2 separate regions of the Gossypium hirsutum genome follow, and region 2 is linked to region 1. The links are chromatin contacts, called in public Hi-C maps. All regions are on one chromosome and are shown on one strand. The core of a region is the stretch at or near the end of the contact, and the rest is flanking DNA. Distances in the headings are between cores, read along the strand shown.

Region 1 (7,179 bases), core at 1,521-4,020:
ATGCCAAATCCTTTCTGGTAGTAGTATGCTCACCTATGAGCAAGGTAATTATTGTAATTTCCATTCTCCATTTGAATTTACTAAGCATTAAATGTTTACCTATGGTTGTGTTTTTTCTACTTGTAGATCTCTAGCTTGCGGAACTCACAAAGTGACATCACACTATTATCAAAACAGTAAAAATATTTTCATTTTGGTATCTAATGTTGTGGCATGTATTTAGGGTCCTTTGATATGTAAATGGTCATCCCTAATAGTAATTGTCAATATGGTATTTGCACTTACGGTTATGTTTGTATGTTAAGCATGAACTATGGCTTAGTTTATGCTTTGTTAGATTCATGTTAAAGCCAATTGAATTCTTGGTTTCCAAATTGCATAAGCATTATGTGTTTGAACTTGAAAAAGGAGTGACTTGGTATGACAAGGTTGATAAATGGCTTGAATATGCCTAGATGAGAATATTGTGTTTTGTGTCATATTGATTACTTGATTTTAAATGTTAATTTGCTATATTGGTATAAATTGGCATGAAATAATTTTTTTTATTTTATTTTGGAAAGAACTCATGAATGTATGAAGGTGTTTGGTAGGAAGCATGGAATGTGTACCAATGTGATTTTTTGTCAAAATAGGGACGACGTCGCAACCACAAGTCCTCAACATCATGACATAGATCGATAGTGAATGGAGTCACGACATCGAGACTTCTGAAGTCATGACGTAACTTACTGATTGAAGACGTTGTGACGTGAAAGCCATGATGTCCCAACGTCAACTCATAGATTTTGAAAACTTTTCAATTAAGTCCTTAACTGACCTTGGGTTAGCAAAATAGTTTTTGGAAGCTCATATAAGACCCAAAAATGATTTCATATCATACTGGAAAAGTGTTTTATACTAATTATCATGTTGGAATGATTGAATTGTATTGGAATTTGTTGTAGTTGCCCCAGTAACGAATGTGGCATCCTGAAGCTTGGTCTCGACAATCGGGTCGGGGAATGGGTATTACAATACTAGTCTAGAGAAAGGCATTAGACTGACTAACTTGGGAACCGACACAGACCGATTGAATAACTTTTTTATTTTTAAAATATTTTTAATTTTATGAATTTTTAATAATTTATTTAATAGAATTGGACGGATTGGTAGAATTAATCGTACCAGTCAAATTGATTGAACCAATCAAATTAATTAAATCGGTTGAACCAACAAACCCATGGCATAATTATGGAAATTATAAATTAAAAGTCAAGGGTTTATAAATTAATTTTGTGGAAATTATATAAAATACATGAAGTTTCATCATTGTTTTCAATAATGGACTAAAGCGACCGATTAGACCAATTGGATCGGGAATCGATCGGGGTAAGTCCAGAATAAGGAGACATATTGGTTGACTCGTGAATCAGCCGAATTGATGGTCAAACCGATTTTTATCTATTTTTTATTTTTAATAATTTATTCAATCGAAACAATTAGATCAATTGAACCAGTGGATCTACCGACCCAATTCTAAAAACCTTGAGCTTCTTTGATGACATATTATAAGTAAAATTAATACTTTTTTTGTTTGAGTTTTGATGTCAATGTGAAAGAAGAGAGAACAAAGTTCTCATATTTTTTTAATCAATCTTGGATTTTGAAAATTCTAAATTTTAAAATGAATTTTAAAATCCAAAAATTAACTCTTGACTTGGATTTGCTTCGGTTCAAACCGAACTTTTTATTTATTATCCAAATAAAGAATTTGATTTTTTAAATTAGAATCCAATTTTTTTTACTTAAGTTATGGAGAAATAAATTAAATCCAAGCTATTATATCAATATGGTAAGTAGTCATTAGATATTAAAAAAATTATTAAATAAAATTATTAAAAAAAAATACATTTTGTAAGGCTAAGGTAAATATTTTATATATCATATTATAATTAGTAAATGATACATTTTATATCATATTAAGGTGCTAATGAGGCTCTAAGTCTTAAGTACATAAGTTCAAGATTCTTCATGCACAATTAAAATGTGTGAATTTTTGTATCCTATTATGAACTTTTATCATGTGTGTGTTTTAAATCAATGAATTAGTTTATAGTATGAATTATTCCATTTTTAGTCTATTTGTACTTTAATAATTTAATTCTACACAAAGTGGATGGTCGGAAATGAATTTTATTATACTTTTACTTTATTAGTTCTAGCATTAGTTTTAAATTCCTTTTGATAAATTAATAATTGATATTAAATTTATTTTTACGCTTAGTACAATATATAAAACAAATATAGGGATAAATATCAAAATCATATATGAACTATGGTTTAATGTGCAATTGTTTATATGAACTTTGATTTTGTGCAATTTTATACATGAAATTTAGATTTGATCCAATTATTGTAAAGTATTAACAAAATTATTGATATAACATCATTTTATGTTTATATATTGCATACATAAATAATTATATTGATCCAATATAAAAATAAATTGATGTATTTATTTCTTTAAATATATATAATTAAATTAAAATTAAAATTTCAAAAATACATTTGAATCATAATTAGAATTTCACATATTATATACAATTATACATTAAATAAAAATTTATATATAATTTAGTTACAAATAATTGTTGGGTCTGGGTTGATTTGTATTTATCCTTTACAGGGCCCAAAGATAAGCCGACCAAATAAGGCTATAAAATATAATATTTTCCGTTTTACATTTCCCGTTTGAAATCTTAGGCCCTCCCACTCACCTTCTGGACTGACCTTTGCATTATTGGACATCCACAATCTCCATATTTACAATTAGCCTCTTTTAACCTTCCTCCTTTCTTTATCTCCACCCAGCCTCTCCCTCTTCTTTCAAATTCTTCTTTCTGAAAATATTTTCTCTGCATTTTTTCTTTTTGATCGATATTCTTTGTTCCTTTACCTTTAGAAATTAGAATTAGAATTAGAATTAGAATTAGAATTAGAATTAGAATTAGAATCGTTTCTTTCTTTTTTCTTTTTCTTTTTCTCTCTCTTTTTTTATTTTTTTTATTTTTTTATATATGATAATCCATAGGGTTTTATTTTGTTCCCTTTCTTGTATAGGGTTTTGGATTTTTTAAAGTTTCGATTTAGGCTATTGTAATGTTGTAATTTTCCCCCTTTTGGTAAATTGATATGCTAATTTGACTGTAAATGAGAATAAGAGTGATTATCGATTTAGGAATTTAGGGTTTTCGATTTGCTTACATGGAGAATCCGCGTAGATCATTTGATAGATCAAGAGAACCTGGTTTGAAAAAACCACGGTTAACTGAAGACCTCACTCCGAACCCTAATATCCGGCATTTTTCTCAACGAACGAACCCAGTTGGTCCCGCCTCTGGTTTGAGATTCCGGTCCAATGATTCCGACACCAATGATTTGACCCGTGGCGACGGTGGAGCTTACGAGCCACAACCAGTGTCACATCAGCAGCAACACCACCAGCAGCAAGAGTTAGTTAGCCAGTATAAGACGGCGTTAGCTGAGCTCACTTTTAACTCGAAACCAATTATTACTAACTTGACAATAATCGCTGGCGAGAATGTTCATGCCGCCAAGGCCGTTGCTGCAACTGTCTGCGCTAATATTCTTGAGGTGAACTCAGTTTTAGCTGTGCCTTATGCATTAAAGCTTTCTCTTTCTTTTTGAATTTGAATTGTACAGGAAATTGAATTGCAAGTTCTATACTGTCGAAAAAACGAGGAAAAAGTATAATTTGGATTGTAAGTGTAAATTGGGATTAATGGATTCCTTTTAGTTTTGCTTTCATCAATGTCTGTCTCGATCTAGGCTTGTTAAAATGTTTTGCACAGTTATTTCAAGTATAAAATTGGGTGATGAGAGTACAATAATGTTGGTTAAGAGACAAATGCAGGAATGATATGTTGTGATATGACTTCCTAGTCTATGCGGTTCCGGTCTAAGGCCATGTTGCCTGCAAATGTCTTCTTTCATTGGATGTCTGTGCTATTTTTTCATGGATCTAATATGTTTCTGATCACCCCAGAATTTGTAAACAGCTGGCCAATGAATTATAGAGACTGTAAACATTACAGGCGTATGTTGAAATGGAATATAAAGAGAGTCCATATATTATGAAACTTATATCTAATGAATTGTATTGGGTTAGGAATCTCATTAAGCTATTATATCCATTTGTCGGGGTTTTCTCACATCAATATCCTTATATGGCCGCTTCATTTCATTTTTCCTTCTCAAGTGAGTATAGCGCTTTCCTACTTACATGTCATCATCTTTTGCTAGCAATGTTTTGTTATTCTACTCAAATCACATTTTGTTTGGCGATATGAGTAAATAGAACTAGAAATGCTAATGCCGTTGTGAATGCTTATGTTGAGCACCCTGTTGCTCCCAGTACTCATTGGTTTTCCATTGGCAAATCGTAAAATATTGCTTTCTAAGTCTACAAAGTATATAATGGTGCCTCTGATGTTAATTGCTTGGATCTGAAAGAATGCTTTCTCTTTGATGGAGCCATTTGTTAAGGTTGGAATCTGGTAGAAAGTCATGAAAACCTGGGATAAGCTGAAATCATAAATAGATATGGTGAGGTCAGATTTTAGGGAAATGAAGTTAAACATCTAAGTTGATGAGGTAAAAGGCAGTCAACTCTGATAGAAGGAATGCAATCCAGAACTTTGTTTAACGATGAAAATCTTCATTTGTGAAACTTTTTGCTTTTCTTTTTCTTTCATTATGAGGAGAATGAAAGCTTTTGGTTCACCCAATTTTCTGTTTGCAATCCTCCCTCCTCCCTCCACTGTCTTTCTTTTCATTACAGCATTGCTTGTAGTATGGATGTGATTGGTATTTTGATGAAGAATTATGAAGGTTGCTTTTGAGGTTTGAGAGCTGATAAAAAATGACTTTGCAGGTTCCCAGTGACCAAAAGCTGCCATCACTCTATCTTTTAGATAGTATTGTAAAGAATATTGGGAGAGACTACATTAAATGTTTTGCTGCCAGATTACCTGAGGTTAGGATTTCATTCTTTTTCCTTTGGCTACATTGTTGCTCTTGGGGGATGTCTTGTAATGTGCTTATGTTTGTTGTCTGAGAAATTGCAGAAGACTATGTTATGACAAAGATTATATCCTTTAACAAAGATATCCATTTTTACTTTATGCTCAGAGTCTCTAACTCTTCCAGATGCTGAAAACTTCTTTTCTTTTTGTTTAACTTCTGTATTTATCTAGAATGTGTTTGACGAGTATGCTATGAAAAAGATTCTATCCTTTAACGAAGATATCCATTTTTACTTTGTGCTCAGAGTCGCAAACTCTTCCAAATGTTGAAAACCTCTTTCTGTGTTATGTATGTGTTTATCTATAATGTGTTTGATACTCATATTGCAAGTGTAATGGTGTTTTACATTTTGACTGCTGTTTTTAGGTGTTCTGCAAAGCATATAGACAAGTTGATGCTCCCTTGCATCAGAGTATGCGACATCTTTTTGGAACCTGGAAAGGGGTATTCCCTCTTCAGACTCTCCAAGTGATTGAAAAGGAACTTGGCTTCACTCCTTTGGTAAATAGTTCATCTTCAGGAAACACAACATCTAGAATGGACACACTGTCACAGCGTCCACCACAAAGCATTCATGTAAACCCGAAGTATCTAGAGAAGCAGCGTCTTCAACAATCAAGCAGGGTAAATTCCATAATCCTCTTTTTTGGGCATGATATACGTTGGATTTTATTCAGTATATTTCTGAAGCAATTGTGGAGGTTGGAGGTCTGATCATGTTTATAAAGCAAGCATTGCTAATGTTTTTTCTCAACCATTTGAAGACTAACAAACAAAATTTTAAGAGTCATTCTATATCATTCCTTTCTAGTCCTTCACAGGATCATCTGTATCAATGCGCCACCCTTATTTTTTCTTCCTTCTCATATTCATCAAGTTCATTTCAGCTTTTAATGTTTGTACTATAAGGGGTTTTCTTTTGATTTGGTTTTACATGATGAAGGCAAAAGGTATGGTCAATGATATGGCTGGGACTTTGGCCAACTCAAAGGAGGAGTCTGAGAGGCCAGATAGAGGACGCAGCATAGCTGGACTGTCGTACGGAGATCATTCTGTTAAAATGAATGTATGTGAAGTGTTTTAAAGTATGTTATAATCTATTTATTCTCTTATCACTTTCTGCCGATATCTTAAAATTATCAGCACATTCAGTGTTCTCATATAGACATGTACAATGAGCCTGTTTGTGAGAAGAACATCTGTCCTGTTGGTGATTATGACTATTGTTCTGATCTTTTACAGACTCCTGGCATAGAAGTTAGAAGAACCAGGGGGAATGTTACTGATCAGGGGCTTGATGCACCTTGGTTTGGAGCTACAAGCAGCATTACTAAGACTATTCCCGGCCAGAGGAATGGTTTCAACATTAAGCCTGGATCTCTAAATTACTCAGCATCCAAATCTGTGAATGCTGATCCTCGTTTACAGGTAACACATAACATTTCTGGTAGAAACAGCAGTGGGTTGTCTAGCAGCTGGAAAAACTCTGAGGAGGAGGAGTTTATGTGGGAGATGCACTCTAGGTTGTCTGAACTTGATGCAGCCAACTTCTCTAATAACTTGAGGAGAGATCGTTGGACTCCTGATGTTTCAGAAAAAATGGTAATCTTGCATGAACAGTAATGTAGATATAATGCATTACTCAGAACTTCTGTTACATGGAAAGAAACATTATGGTTGTTTGATTGTTTACCTTTTTTATTCTTTTCTAGTTTTCTTTCATTTCTTTCCTCTAGGATTTTTTTTCCTGGATATTTATAACCAGGGATACATTTTATATTCCAGGATTTTGAAAGTCAGCTCCACAGACCTCAAAGCATTCATGATGCGGGGTCAAGGTTTGATAGAGATACTTCTGCTGATGCATTATCCACTGAGCAGGACAAAACTTCATTTGGGCGTCAGATTTCTACTGCATGTACAGATGGTTTGCCTGCTATGAGTTCAAGACGTACTGAAAGCTATTCTGCTACTGTTGGTGGGTTGCCTACTGGTGCAAGTTCTTCCTTGACCAGTATAGGAATGCGACCACAAACAAATTCATCCCGTTTGGGAGCCTCAGGTGTCGAGATTTTGACGAATGTGGCATCA
Region 2 (7,179 bases), core at 2,213-4,712, 270 kb before region 1:
GAAGATATATTGATATACAAGTATTCGAGAATTTGCTACTTTTGCCGCCTTACCGCCTTCCTTTGTCTTTCCCTCCTAGTTTGATCTAAATTCTTATGCCTTACTGTTTTTAGGCCCCTTTGATATTCGGCGAGTGCTGGACTCTCGATTGGACTTTGCGGCCTGAATTTGATCCATGGTTCAATGTAGCTTATTTACCCCACAGGTGGTTAAAGTTTGTGTTGACACTTACAATTTTGAGGCCCGACAACTATTTCTTTTTCCCCGAAATTGTAAGCATGCAACGTTATCCAAAAAACAAAAAAAAGATTTATTTTGTTAATATTTCTATTTATTTTAAAATTTGAAAATATATTTAAACAAAATTAAACATGTAATTATATTATATTTATTTTGTGCTCATCTATACTCTAAAAGGTATTTTAAAAAGTATTTATTCATTAAAAATTGGTTATTTCACCGAGTGTAATAAATTAAAAAAATTATTAAGTGTATGGTTTTTTTTCAATAAATTTTAAATATTTTATATTTTAATTCATTTTCTATTTTTGCTTTTTTTATTTAAGAAAAACTTAGGCACGAAAGTTTAAGCCCTGAGACTTACATCACATTTGGTTGGAGTGAATGAAATAGGGCTGTAATGGAATAGATATGTAATAGAATAGAACTGTAATCAGTAATTCAATTGTTTAGTTCAAAAAAATAGAATAAATTTGTAATTGTATTCTTGTGTTTGGTTGAATGGAATAAATGTTGTAATAGTATAAGGAAATAAGCTTAAATGACCAGGATACTCTTAACAGAATTTTTATTAGGTATATGATTATTATTATTGCTATTAAATTTTAATAGGATTATTATTAAATAACATTATTAGTATAATTATTATTAAAATATAATTTAATAAAAATCATAATATATAATATTTGAAAAATAATATATAATCCATTTTATTATTTTTAAACTGCAATGCTTGCATATTTAAGGTGCTAAAATATCATTAGCAAAACAAATAAATTTAGTGGATTGATTATCAAAGCAAGACTCTGCAAACATAAATTAAGTTTAAATTGCGTAAATAATTCTCATTTGTTTTAATTTCTTCCAATGGTTCTAGTTGTCTACCTAGCCAAACATATATTCACATAACAAGTTTATTATATTCTGTGAGTGACTTGAAATTTTAACTTCTAAGATTAAACTTCCAGGCTAACAATTATTGTAGATGAGATGGGTTTTTTTTTCATGTTATGTCCTAGTTTGTCTACTGCTCTAAGCAATGCAATTGAAATATATAAATGATGTATGATATTTCAAATATATAAGAATATATTTGTGTTAAATATTTGTATATGATAATAGAGAAAAGCTATCTCTAATTGAATGACAAAAACCAATTTATTCAAACAAAATTATGCTTTTGAGTATCTCTTTATCTACTGATTCAACCCAAATGATAATAAAGATTTTACAAAGAGAATGTACTTAGAAAAAGACTATGAACATGAGAAGAAAAGAATTCAATAAACAGCAATATTAAAAAGTACCCAATAACCCTTTCTTTCTTTTTTCTTTTTTTGCTTTTGTACCAACACTACCAAAAATTTGCTTACACAAGAATGAAGAAATGGAGCTATACAAACAATCTAGAGGCTTGCAACATGCCCAAAATGTCAACATCAATGGGTGAAGAAACAGTTATTCTAGGCATGAATTTTATTCCAAATAATTTGATTTATTCTCGAGATGGTAAAGAGTAGAAATTTCTGAAATTTTGTGTTAAACATGAGAATCAAATTGAGTTGAACAAGTGTAGGGAAAACAAATTGAATACTAAAATAGGGTCCCATGAGAAAACAAAATGACTAATACATTTCCGTTCGACATGATAAATGAATCTTACCTTGAAAACACAACACAATGGGAAAAAAATTAAATTCTAAAGAGAGTTCAAGTCCTAAACCAAGTGATCAAATCTGATGAAAAAAAAAATAAGAAACTCATTAATCAGATCCAAGAACATTTCTATAAGGTTGACAAATGATCCAAAAAGCAGAAAGAGCGAATCAAATAAAGTCAATTTTAAGTACAAGAGTCAATGCACCATTCTACTTAGCTCCTTAAATGTCCTGATTTCTGTTTTGGCCCATAACACTGCCTTCGATCCTACATACAAATTGAAGGTACCTTCTTAAGAGATGAAGGCTTCACTGCAAACTTGTAATCAATTGAAGGCATTTTTTTTAATCAATTTCCAATCAAAGATCTATCAGTTGAGTTGAGCGATATATATGCTGGACTTGTCATTGTAGCTATAAAAGGATTGAAATGGCAGTAATGGTTGAAGCATAGAAAGCCTGTTATGTAGCACTGATTGTGAGTAGGGACTAGTTTTCATTTCTATACTTTTTTTTGTTGTTTTACTGATGAATTAGATGGTTTATAATTGAACATTAATCGGCCAACTTGTAAATCCTTGAATTTTATTCGAATTCAATTAATTAATTCATACCTTGATATGCATAATTATTTATCTCACAATACACAATCCTCATCTTCAAGGATCTTCATCATCGTTCGTTGTAGTTCATTATTTAACTCTGTTTCTTCCCTTGTTTCAAAAATGACAGGATCTTTAGGAACATAAAGGACCAATATTTGACACCCAATCAAGAGAAACAAAGATGAAACATGTTACATTAGAAGATAATAGAAATGAAATATTGAAAACGGAGTTGTATGCAATTCTTTTAGCCATTATCTAATATAGGTACATTGAAATAGTAAAAATCCAGAAAAGAACCCACAAGCGCAATTATACAATAATTCCATTGAAATCAACTTTAAAAGCAGTACATCCATATACACAATAAAAAAAAGTAACAATGAATAACATAAAATAGCAATTTCAACAGAAACTACTGAAAAATAAAAGATTCATATTAATGCAAAAGGTTTACAATTTGATAAAAGAGTATCAAATAAACTAAGAATTGGGAGATTAGATCTATAAACCAAAACCCATTATAAGAACATGTACAGATCTAGGGGATTTGAAATTTGGATCCAAATTAAAACTTACCGGATCTTGGATCCTGCGAGACGACTCAAAAAATGCTTCACCTTTTTTTTTTTCAGTGGATTAAGCTATCAAGAATTTCCAATTTGAAGAGAAAAAGAGTTTTGGTGTGTGATGCAGATAGGGTTAGAAGGAAATGTGATTAAAAAAATGTTTAAATTAAGTGTAGAAGAGATTAAGCTGGGGAAGAAACACGGAAAAAAAATCAAGGATTTAAGAAGTGGGAAAGAAAGGAGAATAGTGAGGGTAAAATGAAAACCTTGGCTAATTTGTTATACAACCCATGTCCTGAATACTGAATGGTGTGATGCATTTTCAGTTGAATAAACCCATAATGGAATTTGGCTGAAATAGCTTATTACAACCAACCAAACAATGGTTTGGTGATGGGCCCACTGAATTATGTTGTAATGCATTGCTATTTCAGCCAACTAAAGAGGCTGGAGTAATAAATGATACGATCCCTCTTAGAGATTTGAACTCCGAGATTCAACCCACTTTCGTTGAGCTTGAGCTAATCCTCATGGGTTTCATTTTCTATTTTCTATTTTTTATGAATTATGAATTTATTTTATTTTAACTTTTATAATGAATAAAAGCATAATATTGAAATCATCAATCAAGTGGAACTGTAACAAAATTTAATATTTGTATTGTTTTTTTAACAAAAATAGATATTTGTATTCATATCTATATTTATATAAACCTTAATTGAATTGGTGTTGCTCGAATTTCGTACACACAATTATACATATTATAACAAATAGTAATGGGATCATTCTCTAAATACTTATCATCAACGACTATTACTCTTAATCCTATCTAAATAACGCAGAGTTTTTGGATTTGTCACGCATCAGCTAAAACATGATAGGATGCATACTTGCTACACACAAGACTGATCAAGAGAGCATTAAACTTCTACCTTACAAAATCACTTCCTCAAGTACTAACAACCCATAAAAAAAGCATGAGCTTCCACTTGGAAGATGGTAGTAATCCTCAACCCTTTAGAAAAACTACTAATCCAGTAAGCATTCGAATCCCTCAAGATACCGCCAATCACAAAAGAGCCTATATCAATATCCATTAATACATTTGTATTAAGTTTGATCCAACCTTCCTATGAAGATTACCAAGAAGCATGAGTATATCCTCAAACCATAATACTCTAATTACTTTTTGTGAACATAATGTTTGCGAGCCCAAGCCATTCGCGCCACTAGAGTATGCCTTTGGTTACTATGAGCTTCATTGGAAACATAATCATTCCAATTTTTCCAAACCATCCAAAAGACAATAAGAAACAAAGTAAACCATTTGACCCTCGCAACCTCAATACCTCCAACTTTTTTGAGGTTCCATATTACCCACTGATTTCAAGGAAAACTGAAAAAGTCCTCAAAGTCGTCAATGGTATGATTAGTTTCTAAAAGGCATTTTGCACAATTGGAGTCACGCAAAACATGGGTATATTAGAAATTAACAAGAGTACATATCAAAAAATCAATCATAATTGCTTGTATATCTCAAGTCATCAGTAGCTTTATATACAACAGATAGTAGCTTAGTAACTAACGTAACAAATTAAAAGAAACTCAGAAACTGCTAATTGTGTTGAACTACCTAACTAAAAATTGTTAGTTGATATCCTCCCTACTTTCTTTTGAAAAATCAGTAAGAGCTACATCAGTAAGTTGATCTCAAAAGCGTTGAAAACTCTTAACGGTTAATGGTTTAGTAAGAATGTCTGCAGAACTTTGTCACAAACAAAGTGCAAGTCTATTTCAATATGTTTGGCTCAAACATGAAGAACATGGTTTGCTGTGAGAGATCCAACACTCACATTATCACATCAAATTGTTGGCACTCCAGTAAAGACAACCCTAATCTCTGCAAGCAAAGACTGAAACCACGCAAGCTCAGAAGTAGCATCTTCTAGACTTTGATATTCTACCTCAGTTGTGGAATGAGATATTACATTATGCTTTTTGGATGACCAACCAATAAGATTAGCTCCAAGATACACACAATATCTAGACATGGATTTTCTATCCTCTAATGAGTTGGCCCAATCTGTATCTGAGAACCCTGTCAAAGTAACTGTAGATGGTTAAAAATTCAACCCAAAATCAAGAGTTCCTCTAACATATTACAGAATTCATTTCACTACACACTAGTGAACATCATAAGGAGAGTGCATATACTAGCTGACCTTGTTAACAATAAAAGAAATATCAGGTCATGTCAAGCACAAATACTATAGACCACCTACAACCTGATGATACAAAGTGCAATCTGGCAACTTTGTTCTAGAAAGTGAGGAAAATGTAGGAACACTCACCATCGGGGTAGGAACTGATTTAACATTACTCATACTGGCTCATTCTAGTAACTCACGAGCATACTTCTGCTGCGAGACATGCATATTATTCGCACCTCTGGTAACTTCAAGCTCAAGAAAATAATGAAGATCACCAAGGTCTTTAAGAGAAAACTGCTGATGAAGAGTTTGAATCACATCATTTATATCTACCTCAAAAGCACCTGTGACAAGTATATCATTTACATAGAGTAGTAGAAACACTCAACCGAAAGAGGTCCTCTTAAAAATAAAGAAGAATAAGCTCTAGAACTCTGAAAATACAATGTACTAGTCAAAAAACTTCTCAGTGTATCAAAACAAGCACGTGGTGCCTGCTTAAGCCCATACAGTGACTTTTTTAGCTCACACACTAACTGATTACCCTTTAAATCACAAACCTTAAGCTTAGGAGGTTGTCACATATATACCTCTTGAAGTAACTTGCCATTCTAAAAAGAATTATTTACATCTATTTTTCGGATCTTACACTACTATGATTACCATAGCAAGCACCATTCGAATTGTATTTTCCTTGACAACAAGACTGAAGCTTTCATAGTAATCTAAACCACTAGTTTGAGAAAAACCCCGTGCCACCAATTGAGCTTTATTCCTGGGTACACTGTCATTATGATTCCTTTTTATTTTAAATAACCATTTACATCCCACCAAATTATGATGAGCTGGAGCAGGTACCAAATCACATGTGTCATTCTTGATTAAGGCCTGAAGTTCCTCATCAACAGCTTTCTGCCACGAAGGAATTGTCATGGCTTCATGGATACTCTTAGGCTCAGTCACACTCAATTCAACAACATAAGTCTTGGGCTTAAACACTCCTACCTTACTCTTAGTAATCATAGGATGCACATTAAAGGTAAAGGAACTTCATGAACAACAGTGACTTCTAGCATTTGAGGAGCATGCTTATCTTGAGAATGTTCTGCAACATTAAAGTCCATAAATTGTAAACCACCACTGGAAGACAGAGAGCCACCTACAACATCAGAAGTCCCAACAGAGGGTGAGGTCTCAACTATAACACAAGGTGACTGCACAAATAAAGGCAAAGTTGTTAGTAACAACTGAAAACCAGAAGTAGAAGCCATTTCAAAAGAACCAGACAGTGATTGAGCAAAAGGAAATATTTGATCATCAAATTTCACATGTTGTGTAATGTAGACTCTGTCATGATGATTAGCACATTTATACCCTCTGAATTGTCAGCGTAACCCAAAAAAACACAATCGGCTGAACTATACTATAGTTTGTGACGGTTGTAGGGCTGAAGAAGAGGATAACACCTGCAATCAAATACTTTAAGAAATTAAAGATTTCGTTGCTTACAAAACAATTTCATAGTAGGAGAGAGTCCCCCCAAAGATTTATTAGGTAAGCAATTTATAAGGTACACTACTGTAGCAAAAAACATCACTCCAATATAACAATAGAAGTGAGGCCTGAGCCAAAAGCATCAAGCCTGTTTCAACAATCTGGTGATGGTGATGTTCCACCAGACCATTCTGTTCAGAAGTATGTGGGTAGGAAAGTCTATGTCGGATTTTAAAATTCTGAAAATAAGGCATAAACTCTAAAATTCACCCCCACCACCAGTTTGGACATGTTTAATTTTATACCCAATTGCAACTCAACTTGTTTATTAAACATAATAAATACAGATAAAGCATCAGATTTTTTGTTTAAAAAATAAATCCATGTATGGCGAGCAAAAGCA

The links. A called contact is a pair of places that touch in the nucleus more often than the background predicts.
Region 2: a Hi-C map of leaf shows a contact between it and region 1, with 4 times the contacts expected there. The contact joins the enhancer-like site here to the promoter of LOC107936636 in region 1. A contact is called at or near these places in 16 of 34 Hi-C or Micro-C datasets (anther, callus, fibers and 3 more).

The regions. Positions count from the first base shown.
Region 1 is chrA04:59,109,777-59,116,955 of Gossypium_hirsutum_v2.1, reverse strand. It overlaps LOC107936636 (polyadenylation and cleavage factor homolog 4), which reads left to right and starts at 2,770. Exons shown (of 10, transcript XR_005925659.1): 1 at 2,770-3,636; 2 at 4,937-5,038; 3 at 5,455-5,712; 4 at 6,032-6,154; 5 at 6,331-6,690; 6 at 6,874-7,179.
Region 2 is chrA04:59,379,609-59,386,787 of Gossypium_hirsutum_v2.1, reverse strand. It overlaps LOC107936639 (a long non-coding RNA gene), which reads right to left. Exons shown (of 5, transcript XR_005925633.1): 3 at 5,424-6,748; 4 at 3,083-5,170; 5 at 1,814-2,166. Among protein-coding and RNA genes, the nearest start is that of LOC107936639, 5.7 kb to the right of the region's middle. Within about 2 kb of position 3,462, at least 7 of the 9 cell types and tissues checked have an H3K27ac peak or open chromatin away from gene starts, as enhancers often do. A contact at or near this core is called in fibers, hypocotyl and leaf, where this site is marked.